Linked DNA regions of Sus scrofa: all the other regions are linked to region 1. The links are chromatin contacts, called in public Hi-C and HiChIP or PLAC-seq maps. All regions are on one chromosome and are shown on one strand. The core of a region is the stretch at or near the end of the contact, and the rest is flanking DNA. Distances in the headings are between cores, read along the strand shown. Region 1 has its middle 230 kb from the start of IRS1. Region 2 holds the start of IRS1 (insulin receptor substrate 1). Region 3 overlaps IRS1 (insulin receptor substrate 1). Region 4 overlaps IRS1 (insulin receptor substrate 1). Region 5 has its middle 430 kb from the start of IRS1.

Region 1 (2,700 bases), core at 175-2,674:
TATCATTAAAAATACGTATAACTGAAGAACAACAACGAAACCCTTTTTTACTGCATTTTTCTTTGTTCTTTATTCACAGAGGAAATAAACTCCAAGTATCTAATTTTGAAAGGTGAGGCTGGCTAGCCTTAGGGTTAAAACTCATGATAGATATTACATTTTCTAGAAAGCCAAGCAATTGACTCTGAACTTAAGTGGCAAATTAACGTGCTCTTTATATAAAGATAGATTAGTGCAATCTTGCCTTTAGTATCATCTCCGTACTGTGTTTGTGTCTATGTGTGTGCTGTCTTAGATTCTAATGGAACCATAAAAAAGGCCAAAAGTTCACAAATTTCATAAAAGGAAAATGTACAGAGAATCATAGCCATTGTGGTAGTGACTCTTGTCCCTAAACATTGCTTCTTAGGTAGTTTCATTAACATGAAAGCAATAGTTGCTTCACAGAGACATTTATTTTACGCTCATGTTTTGTGGCTGCAGTACACCAGGACTCTTCAGAAGAAAAAAAAAAGGCAGCTAAATTCCCCAAAAGAATAATTTTTAAATTCCTTCGGGATCTAGTGATTTTTTTGGAGGTCTACTTCACGTTCAATTCTGACAGACAAGGAATCCTATCACTTTGAATTCAACAGTATTCTTCTACAAGGGGATTTTTTTTTTTTTCCATGAGAGTTTTTCACCCCTGTTTGTCCTGGTTTTTCACCCCTGTTTGTCCTGAGGGCTTATGCCCTTTGGTGTTTGTAATGGCTAAGCTATAATTGAGGGTGTTTCTCACGGCCAAACACGGTTGAGAAAGAGGGTTGGAGAAATGTGAGCTTTGAATGCATAAATGAAGTGGTGTTCCAGGAAAGGGGACAGGGGCTTCTCCTTGTCAGAGGGAAGAACTGCTACTGGTAAGTGGGAGGAGGGCACGGTAGTGATTTGGATGCAATCAGATCACTCGCCTTGTGAGTCATCGTTAGTCACACCCACATCCCTTGCTGACTCCTCTCTGTCCCATTTTTTCCACGGTTGCATCAGGGATCAGCATTGCAAACAGCCAGGCACTGAGTCAGCTTCTCTATTGGTAAAAGGGAAGCAACTTGAATTGTTAGCCTTTGGCAGGAAAAAACAAAATTAAAAATCCTTATTCTAAGGCTGCGTGTGAAGAGAAGGAACGTCTTTATTGAGCTTATAGGTTTTACTTATTATGTAGAGTCACTGATGTATAATATTTGCTGTGGTCTGAATTGTATCTCCCCCCACCACCCCCAAATTCATATGTAGAGCCCCTAATTCCTAATATGACTGAGTTTGGAGATGGGGCCTTTGAAGAAAGAATTTGGGTTCGAGGCGGTCATGAGGGTGGGGTCCAAGTCCGGGGACCAGTGCACTCCTAAGAAGAGGAAGAGACACTAGGGATGCCCAGGCTTAGAGGACAGGCCACGTGAGGACACATCGAGAAGGTGGCATCTCCAGGCCAAGGGGAGAGGCCTCAGGAGACACCAGCCTTGCTGACAACTTGACCTTGGATTTCCTGCCTCCAGAACTGTGAGAAATAAATGTTGGTGTCCCCCAGTCTGCGATGCTTTGTTAACGGCAGCTCTGGCAGATTAATACACTGTTGATGGATGATTCCCACGCAATCCCTTATTCAAAAATGACTCCGTTGTACATACTTCTACCATTTGTACATATGGTTAAATACTGTTCTTATTTATTGGAAACACATCCCAAGCCTTAATGGCTCTATTGCCTTGTTATTAAGGAGACTGCAGAGATCTAGAATTATTATTATTATTTTTTTCCTGCGAATATGGTGACACAGCTACCAATGAGAGAACTAAGGAATTAAAAATAGTTAATCAAATTTTCAAATGTACTTATGAATACAAGGTCATCAGCACATGGGCTCCCAGAGAGGCTGAAAAGACCTGCGTGTATTGCATTCATCTGTAGTTCAGGAAGACTCATCAGCCTTAAACACGCAAGTCTGAAATGTGAGGAAAACATGATAGCTGCCCACATACCCCTTGCTTGAGCTAACATATCCTTAAGGTAGGCGCTTTTGCCAGCTGATTATGTGGTAGGAAGATAGTTAGGAATATATAACCTAACAAATAAATATCAAGAGATGCCTCGTGGGAGTTGTTACAGTGGAACAAAAGAACTAAATTCTTGACTAATTTTTTAAGCCTTAAAACTGGAGCACACACACAATGCAGATGACATAAGACACAGCAACTTCTTTCTCTACTCACCCTTTCTAGATAAACAGTCCATGGACTTGGCATGTGATGAGAGTCAAAGGTGAAGAATAAAGTTGAGACATAGGCTTTTGAGAAACAACCAGGAGCTAGTGTCAGCAAGGAGCAGGGAAGAGACAATTGAAACGTCTGTTGGGTTAGTCCACCTGAGAGTTGAGGAGACCAGTTCTTTGCTTCCTGAGCACAGCTCTTAGATGTTTCAATTTTTCTAGTTTATAAGACATTTCCCATGGCATGGCTTAGAAGGCTTGAGGAGAAGTGTTTGGACACATGGGCCAGAAGTAGCCTCATTGAGTTTCCTTACTCCTAGTCATAGATTTCCTGGGTATGCATGAGGGGCTCCGATGTGGCCCCAGGGAGGTCTTATGCTGAAAGGAAGTGTTTCTGTCACTTAACTGCTGAAGAGCTGAGACTCTCAGATGTGTGGGCAGCTGCTGCTCCTGTACTTCTA
Region 2 (2,700 bases), core at 11-2,510, 230 kb before region 1:
GGGGATTCCTGCGGGCCGGGGGCACCCTGGGTGGCGCTCGGGGAGGAAGGCTCTGCGCCAGGGCGGGCGGCCGCGCAGGGGCGCTGCCCGAGCGCAGCGCTGAAGCCGGCGCGGGCGCCTCTGCGGCACGACCGGGGGGCGGAGAGGGGCGGGCGCGGGGCGGGCTCAACCGGGAATGTAGAGACCCAGGCGGGAGCCTCCCGGCGGCGGCGGCGGCAGCCGGGCTGCGGAGCGCGGAGGCTCCATCACGTGTTTCTCTCCTGAGTGAGACGGCGGCGCGGTCGGAGGGGGCCGACGCGCAGAGCCAGACGCCGCTGCTTGTTTTGGTTGGGGCTCTCGGCAACTCTCCGAGGAGGAGGGAGGCGGGGAGAAGTAACTGCTGCAGCAGCGCCTCCCGGGGAAGAGGCGTCTTCCCCGACTCCTTCCCCAACCTCCCCCCTTGCCTCCCGCCCTCGTCCCCTCCCCTCCTCCCCTGCCGACTGGAGCGAGGGGCAGGGATGAGCCTGTCCCTCCGGCGCGTCCCCAGCTCCCCAGTAGCGTTTTGCGTGGAAAAGCCACTTTCTTCGCCTGTGGAGATGGGCCCGAATGGGGGCTGCAGAGGACGCGTCCGCGGGCGGCGGCAGCAGCAGCAGCAACAGCCGCAGCGCCGCGGTCTCTGCGACTGAGCTGGTATTTGGGCGGCTGGTGGCGGCGGGGACGGTTGGGGGGTGGGAGGAGGCGGAGGAGGAGGCGAAGGAGAAGGAGGAGGGAGAACCCCGTGCAACGTTGGGACTTGGCAGCTCGCCTCCCCCTGCCCAAGGATATTTAATTTGCCTCGGGAATCGCTACTTCCAGAGGGGAACTCAGGAGGGAAGGCGCGCGTGCCTGGAGGGGCAACGCGGGGACCCCCGGCCGCCGCCGCCTGCGCGCCGGACTCCAGCCCTGGCGGCGAGCGATGCATCTTCTCTCCTTCCCAGCCGCGGCGGCTGAGAAGAGATTTGGCTCCCCGAGGATCCGGGCTGCACTCACGCCGGACGCGCTGCCTCCCCCCAGGGCATGAAACGCCAGTAAACTCCGGTCGGGGCTATCTCCTTGGCGCAGCTGCTGCGTCCTCCCTCGGCTGCCCCTCCCCGGCGCGGAGGGCGGCGTGGATTTCGGAGTCGGGGTTTCTGCCGCCTCCAGCCCTGTTTGCATGTGCGGGGCCGCGGCGAGGAGCCTCCGCCCCCCACCCGGTTGTTTTTCGGCGCCTCCCTCTCCTCGGCGGCGGTGGCGGCGGCAGCATGGCGAGCCCTCCCGAGACGGATGGCTTCTCGGACGTGCGCAAGGTGGGCTACCTGCGCAAACCCAAGAGCATGCACAAGCGCTTTTTCGTGCTGCGGGCGGCCAGCGAGGCTGGGGGCCCCGCGCGCCTCGAGTACTACGAGAACGAGAAGAAGTGGCGGCACAAGTCGAGCGCCCCCAAACGCTCGATCCCCCTGGAGAGCTGCTTCAACATCAACAAGCGGGCGGATTCCAAGAACAAGCACCTGGTGGCCCTCTACACCCGGGACGAGCACTTTGCCATCGCGGCGGACAGCGAGGCCGAACAGGACAGCTGGTACCAGGCCCTCCTGCAGCTGCACAACCGTGCCAAGGGCCACCACGACGGGGCCGCAGGCCCCGGGGCGGGAGGCGGTGGGGGCAGCTGCAGTGGCAGCTCTGGCCTCGGCGAGGCTGGGGAGGACTTGAGCTACGGAGACGTGCCCCCAGGACCCGCCTTCAAGGAGGTTTGGCAGGTGATCCTGAAACCCAAAGGCCTGGGTCAGACAAAGAACCTGATTGGCATCTACCGCCTCTGCCTGACCAGCAAGACCATCAGTTTCGTGAAGCTGAACTCGGAGGCGGCGGCTGTGGTGCTGCAGCTGATGAACATCAGGCGCTGTGGCCACTCAGAGAACTTCTTCTTCATCGAAGTGGGCCGTTCTGCAGTGACGGGACCCGGGGAGTTTTGGATGCAGGTGGATGATTCTGTGGTGGCCCAGAATATGCATGAGACAATCCTGGAGGCCATGCGGGCCATGAGCGATGAGTTCCGCCCTCGAAGCAAGAGCCAGTCCTCCTCTAACTGCTCCAACCCCATCAGTGTACCTCTGCGCAGGCACCACCTCAACAACCCTCCGCCCAGCCAGGTGGGGCTGACCCGCCGCTCACGCACAGAGAGCATCACTGCCACCTCCCCGGCCAGCTTGGTGGGCGGGAAGCAGGGCTCCTTCCGCGTCCGTGCGTCCAGTGATGGGGAAGGCACCATGTCTCGCCCCGCCTCTGTGGACGGCAGTCCTGTGAGCCCTAGCACCAACAGGACTCACGCCCACCGGCATCGAGGCAGCTCCCGGCTGCACCCGCCTCTTAACCACAGCCGCTCTATTCCCATGCCTTCCTCTCGCTGCTCACCCTCCGCCACCAGCCCGGTCAGCCTGTCGTCCAGCAGCACCAGCGGCCATGGCTCCACCTCGGACTGTCTCTTCCCGCGGCGGTCTAGTGCTTCTGTGTCCGGGTCCCCCAGTGACGGCGGTTTCATCTCTTCCGATGAGTATGGCTCTAGCCCCTGTGATTTCCGAAGTTCCTTCCGCAGTGTCACGCCGGATTCCCTGGGCCACACCCCGCCCGCCCGCGGTGAGGAGGAGCTGAGCAACTACATCTGCATGGGGGGCAAGGGGGCCTCCACCCTCGCTGCCCCCAATG
Region 3 (2,700 bases), core at 92-2,591, 210 kb before region 1:
ATATGGAACTGATCAGGCCCTCCTGCCTGTTTGGATCTGTAGTCTGGGGACAGCGGTTTCCTTCCTGGACTTCGGAATTATTCCCAGGCTCATAAAGGGGCCCCTCTGTGTGAATCTGTGTTTATCACCTTTGTGTGAAAAAGGCAGCTTCTTGGCAATTGGCTTAAAGGGGCTTGAAGAGCATATTTATAGAGTCAACACTCAAAAGAATGTACATATGTATATGACTGGGTCACTTTGCTGTACAGCAGAAATTGATGGAACACTGTAAATCAATCATAATAAAAAAATTTTTTTTAATGCAAAGAAACCCAAAAGACACTCAACCATATTTTTTATTATATTCAAAGTGAGATCAACCTTAAGACTCTTCTCTTAAGCTTCCATCAACACAGGTAAAATCCCTTCTTACCCACCTGGGGTGAGTGTAGGGCAGGTTATTAGAGGAGGGAGTGATAAGGGGGCCATACAGGCACAGATGTTTTGTTTGGTTACCAGGACACAAAAGACAGATGATAAAATCCCAGGCCATTTATGCCTCATGGTCCCATTCCCTGCAGTCCCTTTTTTTTCCCCTTTAAAACACAGACATTGATTTTTTTTTTTTTTTCCCTCTTTCTCTCTGAAATGGTCTCAGCTTGTTGTGTAATTCTGGCAATAGAATTCCTGACATACTAGATCATAAAGATTAGAGTTAGGCATTTTTATACCTCCGTATGTGTGTGCGTCTCCATGTATTTAACCTTGGGTTACATGAGCAATTTTTCAAACTCATTCCCTTATAATCACGTTTGCTGTCTGTACTTGTTGACTAGCAAAGCCTCTGGAAAAGTTGTTTAAAATACAGGACCCAGGGGTTTCTTTATGCTTATTCTTTTCACCAAAATGAATCTTTGGATAAAAGCTGTTTGTAAAACTATTTAAAAATTAACTGACCTGAAACAAATCGTAGGTTCTTTATGAACCATATATTAAATGTAGGGAGATATATATATATATATAAAAGCTCATGGCTTTTATTTCAAAATTTCCAGAAATGTCCCAATAGAGTTCTACAGGTCATTGACTACAGACATTCGTGGGCTCCTCCATAGAATTTCTGGGGCTGCTGGATTTTGTACGTTCTCAATTGTCACCAGAGCCTAAGAGGAATTGGTGTGACTGGACTATATTTGCATTTAGAGTGTTAGCAAGCCTCCGGAGTACATATGCTGGGCTATTTATGAAACAACTTCAGCTGACAGCTGAAGATCAGAAGATTCTATTTCGGGAAGTGTCCTAAATGTGAGATTCTGTGGTGGAAAAAAATGTAGTGTCCTACAGATAAGAATACTTGAAAACAGGAAGCAATGGTAATTTATTGCTTCCTGTATAAGTATCCTTATCAGTGGAATAAGCTTTAAGTTTCAGTTCTGCTTTCCTGATTTCTTTTCATGTAATCAGCTCCTATAAGAGGATTAAAAAAAGGGGAGTAGGGGGTACAAGTTGAAGGGTCTGGGGTGAATTTACCAGCATCATTTTTCCAGGCTGGCCATTGTACGTGAGAGGTCAAATGATATGGTAGGAGGAGAATGAATAGACAAGAAAAGAGGAGATGTGACTTTTATTCCTACTTCTGCCCCTTCCTGGGATCCAGCATTCTTTGATCTGATTTTCTGGTCCTTAAAATTGGAGGTAGTGATATTCGCCCCATCTATCTTACAGTGTTGTTCTAAGGCCCCAGTAAAAGTACAGTTGTAAACATTGAGTTGCCTTTCGAGCCTAGGGTTTGCTGTGGTGAGTTTAGACGGCACCACGCCCCCTTTCACTCAAGGGTCCTCTTAGTTTATGTTGCTTCCTTATTAACATACTTTGCAAACTCACTCAGCTTCCTCGGACTTCTTGGCTGGATGAGTGTACTGTGATGGACCTGACCAAAAGGGGGCATGGCCATTGACTCTCTAGTTCCAATACTTGTTTCATGAAGTGTGAGTGTGTTGCACTGTTAAGAGTCTTAAGAAACTGGGTTGATGTAGGGAAAAAAAAAACCAAAGTTCTACACGTGGGCTAAATTATAAGCTGAAGGTATAAATCAGGATTAAAGAGTGAAATGTATTTATTAGATATAAAAAAAAGGCATGTTAACCTGCATTTTATAGTTCTCATGGATTTAATTATACACTAAGTATGGAAAATACAAGTATTACTGGGTGGCACTGAAGGTTTTCTTCCACAAAAAGTCTTGTTTATAAATATCTCTGCTCTTGAGTCTCTGCACCCTTTGCCAGAAAGATCTGGTGTTGTGTGCTGTGCTGGGCAGAAGGGTGGCCTTTGTGAGATGGGGAACAGGAAGCATGACTCACCTACTTAGCGAAGGAACTGGATTAACTCTTGAAGGTTGGTCTAAATGGTGCAGTTTACTAGTCTTAAAGAAAAGAGGCCATGGAGAGTGAAAGCTAGCTACAAGAATGCTCTTTTCCTCTTGCTGTCTGAAAATGAATGGTAGTACTGGCTGTGTTGTGATTTTAAAGATTACCGTGTTTGTTTTCTTTGTTTTGTTTTTTGCTTTTTAGGGCAGCCCCCTCGGCATATGGGGATTCCCAGGCTAGGGGTCTAATCGGAGCTGCAGCCACCAGCCGACGCCACAGCCACAGCAGCGTCAGATCCGAGCCACGTCTGCGACCTACACCACAGCTCCCGGCAACACTGGATTCTTAACCC
Region 4 (2,700 bases), core at 144-2,643, 170 kb before region 1:
GTTCTGTGCCCTCAGCAGAAGTGTGCTTTGTCCCTTCCATTCATTCCGCTCCTATTTGGGGAGTTCTCTCTTGATGCCAGCCCTTGCGCTAGGCTCTGGAGATGCTGAAACACCATACCCATTTCCACACCCCCAGACTATGCCATTTCTTCCAAACCAAGCCGAGTGTGTCCGCAGGGTACTTCCTTTACTTTCCCAGGTAGAAGCCGCGTCCCTCCCTCCTCAATGCATCTAGAGCTTTTTGCCCGTGTGCATCTATCATGGAATTCACTCTGTTTCTTTGTATTCTATCTGGGAATGGAACTTACCTTCCTTGGTAGAATTTCTAGAAAGAAGAGCCTATAGCAGAATTCACCTTTGTATCCTCTGTAGTGCCTAATGCAGCCATTCACTCGTTTAACAGGTATTTATTGCTTAGCTCTGTGCCACCTCCTGCTCAGGACATTCTATAAACATTGATATTTATAGAGACCTTTGGGATGCCTGAAAAATAGAGACCTCAGAAGACTATCTGGTATTAAGACTTGAGAGCAAAAGAGGCTTTAGGAGGTTGAAAAGGTGTTCCTTCTCTGGGGATAAATGAATAACGCATCCTGAGGTTGGCTTTTGAAATTTCATAGGAGAAATGTTGTGTTTCTGGCAGAATAACTTATTTCTATTAGATCTACATCGGAACCTTCTCTTTATTTAATGATCAACCAGGTCTCTTGGGCTTGGATATCCTTTTGCATCTGAAATTCTCCTGTCAAACAATGTCATGTTAAAAACCGATTTCGGATTTTGTAAGGTTGATCCCTGCAACTTCCAGTTCTAAAATCTGCAGCTGACTTTTAATTCAAATATGTAAGCATAGCCTGACTGTAACCTGTGTGCCATACTTCGTAGTTGTTTTACACAGTAACTGTAGTGGACGTTTTTGGTTTGATCATAAGAACATCAAGATGTTTTATGTTTTTGAGTTGCTAAACATCTGAAACCTCCAAATCATATTGATTTGTTTGCTGACTTAATATTGACTCTTTTCCGTTTGTGATTACTTTAGACCCTTGCATTAAAAAAAAAAAAGAAGTTAAATACTGTTTGTTGATTTTACCTACGTACACAGTACTGTTTGTGCCTGTGACCCCAGCTTATCTGGTGCCATCCCTTTTTAAAGAAAAACCCGAAAAAAGTGATCCTCATTTTGAGATGCCGATGATGACGAATTCTTTCCTTTTCCTTTTCAGAATGAAGACCTAAATGACCTCAGCAAATTCTCCTTTAAACTCATGGGTACCCAGACTCTATTTCATGATTCACAACCAGGACCTCACACCTTCCTCCTCAGTAGATGGTACGATGCATCCATTTCAGTTTGTTTACTTTACACAATCCTCAGGAGTTTGTTGACTGAACTGCACGCTCTCTATCGTGCCAAGAAAATAAATAAATAAATAAAAAGCACTGTGACACCAGAACAATGAACCTGCATAAACTTCATCTTCGACCTTAAGGACTTAGCTGGCCACATGAGCTGATGGGCCCTCCACCATGCCACGGGAGAATGGGTTTACGCTCATTGCATTTACAAGACACATTTCATCTGCTGCTGAAACTGTGTGCGACAGAGCATCATTGTAAATTATTTCATACGAAACTGTTCGCGTTGGGTGGAGAGAGTATTAAATATTTAACATAGGTTTTTGATTTATATGTGTAATTTTTTTAATTAAAATGTAACTTTTCTTACAGCACATCTCTTTTTTGGATGTGGAACTGAGGTATATACAGTGTTCTGTTGTAAAGAGTGGAGCAGAGGCTTAAAACAAGGCTAACAGCGTAGACTAGGGTACGATCCTTGTTTTAAGATTGTAATTCAGAAAAATAATATAATAAGAATCATAGTGCCATAGATGGTTCTCAGTTGTATAGTTATATTTGCTGATAACTTGTCGTGTAATATAGCCCTGATGTTGAGCTGAGATCCTTCCAAGAATTGATCTTCATTTTTTTTTTTTTTTTTTTTTTTTTTTTTCTGTAAGGCAGTAGGCCATGTTAATGAAACTGAAGAAGGATAGAGGCTACTGGGTATTTTCAAGTGTCAGCTTGAACTTGGCCATTGAATGGAAGCAAAATTGCAAAAAAAGGAAATCAGAGTCTTCCATTGTATATACTGTAAAGAGGAGGAGACATGGGGGATCCCTTTGAATCAAAAGCTCTCTTTGGAATGAACAATGTGGGTGTTTGTAAATTCTGGAAATTTCTTTCTATTCATAATAAACTAGAGACTGTTGATCTTTCTTCTCCCCCTCCCCCCACTTCTGTAAGCTTCCTGTTCCATTGGCACCATTTGTTTTTTCCCTGTTGCACACGTTAGGATCGGTCATGTCCTGCATTGTCTCAAGAAAGATGTTAAGACAAGTGAGTGCTTGTCTTTAATGTCCAACCAACCATAAATTAAAATTCCAGAAATTGTTTTTTAGCATGACCAGGGCCGCATACATATCCCCTTCCTGAAGACTCTTTAACTCATGTTTTTCTGAGAACGTCCAATGTGACGTCACATAACTGAATGTAACTTGGTCCATGCGGCCAGGTGGCTCCTGGCCTAGTGGTGATTCGTTCATACAGCCCAGTGCATGGAGAGCTCGTCCACGCTTCAGGACCTGCCACTGAAACATCTAGCCAGCAGTGAAAACGTTAATCCTTTTCTTGTTTGGA
Region 5 (2,700 bases), core at 170-2,669, 200 kb after region 1:
GAACTGAGCCGCACACCTGTTCTTCTAAATATAAACAAATTTGCAACCTGAACCATTGGCAGTTGCTGGAGGGTAAGCAAATGGAAGCCTGGGCTGGTGCCTGCCTGCAGCCTGGCTCTGGACTTACCAATGCACAAGGGCCAAGTAAGCATCATGCCAGGCAGAATAGCTGGTATGGCAATCTGGTGGTCACAGTGACCTTTTATCTCACCAGGGAGATTATAATTATTAGCTTTATTATCCTTATTGTTATTTTTAAATGTGCTTAGTTTGCTCTTGCGGCTCAGCTTGTACCCAGCTTGTTGAGCATTCCGGGTCCTCTTGGTTTCTATGTGTGAAAGTTTCCTAACTTGCTGTGTTTGGAGAAAGCTCATCCTAAAAGAAATTGTTTGCTACACTCCAGAACATAAAATTAAATCTATAATGTATTTTCATTTTCTGTGTGAAACTCTGTCCAGGTTCTAGAGTTCCTGGCTATTCAAAGTATGTGATGACTTCTTGATACTACGATGTCTCTTTCCATTCTCACTCAGAGGGAAAGAAACCACACGGGGGTCCTTGGAAACATTCCACATTATCTTTAACTGATGGGATACTCCAGAGGTGATGCAAATGTAAGTAGCCCCGTGGCAGGCATGCTATGGTGAGGATGACGGAGTTGTACAAACTTGAGAGACTTGATTGATCTGATTGGCCAAAGCTCTTAATATGGTCAGATTATGATAATCAGTTGGTTCTCAAAGCTATTTATTTATAGAATGAGCAGAGAAGTCTCTCAATTTTCTTTCAAAATAATTGTTGGAGTTCCTGTCATGGCTAAGTGAAAAAGAATCTGACTAGCATCCATAAGGACGCAGGTTCAATCCCTGGCCTTGCTCAGTGGGTTAAGGATCCAGCATTGCCATGAGCTGTGGTATAGGTCACAGACACTGCTTGGATCTGGCGTTGCTGTGGCTGTGGTATAGGCTGGCAGCTGCAGCTCCAATTCGACTCACAGCCTGGGCACCTCCATGTGCCGGGGGTGTGGCCCTAAGAAGACCAAAAAAAAAAAAAAAATTCCTATGCAATTGCAAAAAATTTGCATGTTGAAAATTTTGAATAGGCATAAAAGCACCTCAAAATAAAACCATTGCCATCTTTTGATTTGCTTATATGTTCCCCCAATGCCAACCTGGTAATTTGATGAATTCTACTAAAATATCTCCTAGCGTGAATAAATATATTGAATTCTTGGGGTAAATCCTAATTGTGTACGGTGAGGTGTTACATATTTAGATGTAGAGATCAATGTATAAATGTAGATTGATCTAGCTGAGATGGTGACAGAGCTGTAATTCAATTCTCCCTTTGAGAGAACCTACAAAGAGTCATTGGCAGACAGCCTCAGCTGCTGCTATTTGGATTGACCTTACCGTAGCCATGCTTTCCCTGGTCTGTTATCAGCCAATGACTGTGCATAGCAGGAAGATCAGAGCTGGGACATTCCTGCTCCTTCCCATCCTCCACCTTGAGGATAAGTCAAAATAACATACAGCCCAACGGAATGGTGGAGTTTAATGCCACCATTAAAGACCTAAAAGATAGTGTTCTCTCTCCATCATGTCCTTTTAAATTTTAATGTATTTTTTATTAAAGTGTAGTTGATTTACAATGTTGTATCAATTTTTGCTGTACAGCATAGTGACCCAGTCACACACATATATACATTCTTCTACTCATACTTTTTTCCATCATGTTCTATCCCTAAAGATTGGATACTTCCCTGTGCTGTGTAGTGGAATCTCATTGCTTACCTATTCTAAATGTAATACTTTGCATCTACTAACCCCAAACTCCTCATTCATCCCACTCCCTCCCCTTCCCCCTTGACAACCAAAATTCTGTGAGTATGTTTCTATCTTATGGATCGTTTCATTTGTACCATATTTTAGATTCCACATGTAAGTGATGTCATATGGTATTTGTTTTTCTCTTTATAACTTACTTCACTTAGTGTGAGAATCTCTAGTTGAATTCATGTTGCTGCAAACTGCATTATTTCATCCTTTTTTATGGCTGAGTAGCATTCCATTGTATACATGTACCACATCTCCTAATCCATTCATCCGTCAAGTTTCATGTAGTTCATCATTCTGGACCCTGCAGAAACTGAATGAATCCTGAAGAATGACTATAGACTACCACAAACACTCAAATAGCTCAATGACAGCTGCTGTATTGGGTGTGGTATCATTGCTAGAAATTTATAAGGTCTAAGGTAGATTGCATACGGCCACTAATTTGGTGAGTGCGTTCTTTTTTATTCCACTCAGAAGAGAAAGACAGAAACAGTTCACATTCATAAGGACTACACAACAATAATTATAGTTTTTCCCAATGCTATGTTAATTCTCTTCCTCTTTCACAAAGACACAAATCCATCTGTATATCCTAAAGAACATCATGTTGCTACCATATATCAAATGTGTCATGTCGAGCAGGCTGAGCAAGAAGTGCTTAGAATGCTGGAGACCTCTATGAGATAAAAACACTCTAGAGGGTGGGAGGTAAACTCAGTGATGAATCCGGGACCTATCTCTTTAGTAAACATTTAGGAATCCAGTTGTCAGGAGATTTACAGTACATAACCTCCAAAGTATAAGTTAATTGGCTACATCTTGTGCTCCCTACTACTAAGAAGGCAGGGAGGCCAATCTCCTA

What was found. Hi-C and Micro-C count contacts between places; a contact is called where the count stands out from the background. HiChIP or PLAC-seq counts read pairs in DNA pulled down with a chosen protein or histone mark.
Region 2: an H3K27ac HiChIP or PLAC-seq map of alveolar macrophages shows a contact between it and region 1. The contact joins the promoter of IRS1 here to the enhancer-like site in region 1. A contact is called at or near these places in 1 of 5 promoter capture datasets (liver), 9 of 47 Hi-C or Micro-C datasets (embryonic fibroblasts, epiblast stem cells, liver and 2 more) and 2 of 2 datasets of contacts at active chromatin or transcription factors (alveolar macrophages and skeletal muscle).
Region 3: an H3K27ac HiChIP or PLAC-seq map of alveolar macrophages shows a contact between it and region 1. The contact joins two enhancer-like sites. A contact is called at or near these places in 2 of 2 datasets of contacts at active chromatin or transcription factors (alveolar macrophages and skeletal muscle).
Region 4: a contact with region 1 is called in a Hi-C map of liver, with 2.5 times the contacts expected there. The contact joins two enhancer-like sites. A contact is called at or near these places in 6 of 47 Hi-C or Micro-C datasets (embryonic fibroblasts, liver and skeletal muscle) and 1 of 2 datasets of contacts at active chromatin or transcription factors (alveolar macrophages).
Region 5: a Hi-C map of skeletal muscle shows a contact between it and region 1, with 4 times the contacts expected there. The contact joins two enhancer-like sites. A contact is called at or near these places in 2 of 47 Hi-C or Micro-C datasets (psoas muscle and skeletal muscle).

The regions. Positions count from the first base shown.
Region 1 is chr15:128,076,970-128,079,669 of Sscrofa11.1, reverse strand. No RefSeq gene overlaps it. Among named protein-coding and RNA genes, the nearest start is that of IRS1, 230 kb to the left of the region's middle. Within about 2 kb of position 1,424, at least 22 of the 83 cell types and tissues checked have an H3K27ac peak or open chromatin away from gene starts, as enhancers often do. A contact at or near this core is called in alveolar macrophages, embryonic fibroblasts, liver and 1 more, where this site is marked.
Region 2 is chr15:128,305,844-128,308,543 of Sscrofa11.1, reverse strand. It overlaps IRS1 (insulin receptor substrate 1), which reads left to right and starts at 1,260. Exons shown (of 2, transcript NM_001244489.1): 1 at 1,260-2,700. The coding sequence starts at 1,260.
Region 3 is chr15:128,283,027-128,285,726 of Sscrofa11.1, reverse strand. All of the region lies in intron 1 of IRS1 (insulin receptor substrate 1), which reads left to right. Among named protein-coding and RNA genes, the nearest start is that of IRS1, 23 kb to the left of the region's middle. Within about 2 kb of position 1,341, at least 13 of the 83 cell types and tissues checked have an H3K27ac peak or open chromatin away from gene starts, as enhancers often do. A contact at or near this core is called in alveolar macrophages and skeletal muscle, where this site is marked.
Region 4 is chr15:128,245,439-128,248,138 of Sscrofa11.1, reverse strand. IRS1 (insulin receptor substrate 1) reads left to right here. Exons shown (of 2, transcript NM_001244489.1): 2 at 1,227-2,293. Among named protein-coding and RNA genes, the nearest start is that of IRS1, 60 kb to the left of the region's middle. Within about 2 kb of position 1,393, at least 2 of the 83 cell types and tissues checked have an H3K27ac peak or open chromatin away from gene starts, as enhancers often do. A contact at or near this core is called in liver, where this site is marked.
Region 5 is chr15:127,877,285-127,879,984 of Sscrofa11.1, reverse strand. No RefSeq gene overlaps it. Among named protein-coding and RNA genes, the nearest start is that of IRS1, 430 kb to the left of the region's middle. Within about 2 kb of position 1,419, at least 2 of the 83 cell types and tissues checked have an H3K27ac peak or open chromatin away from gene starts, as enhancers often do. A contact at or near this core is called in skeletal muscle, where this site is marked.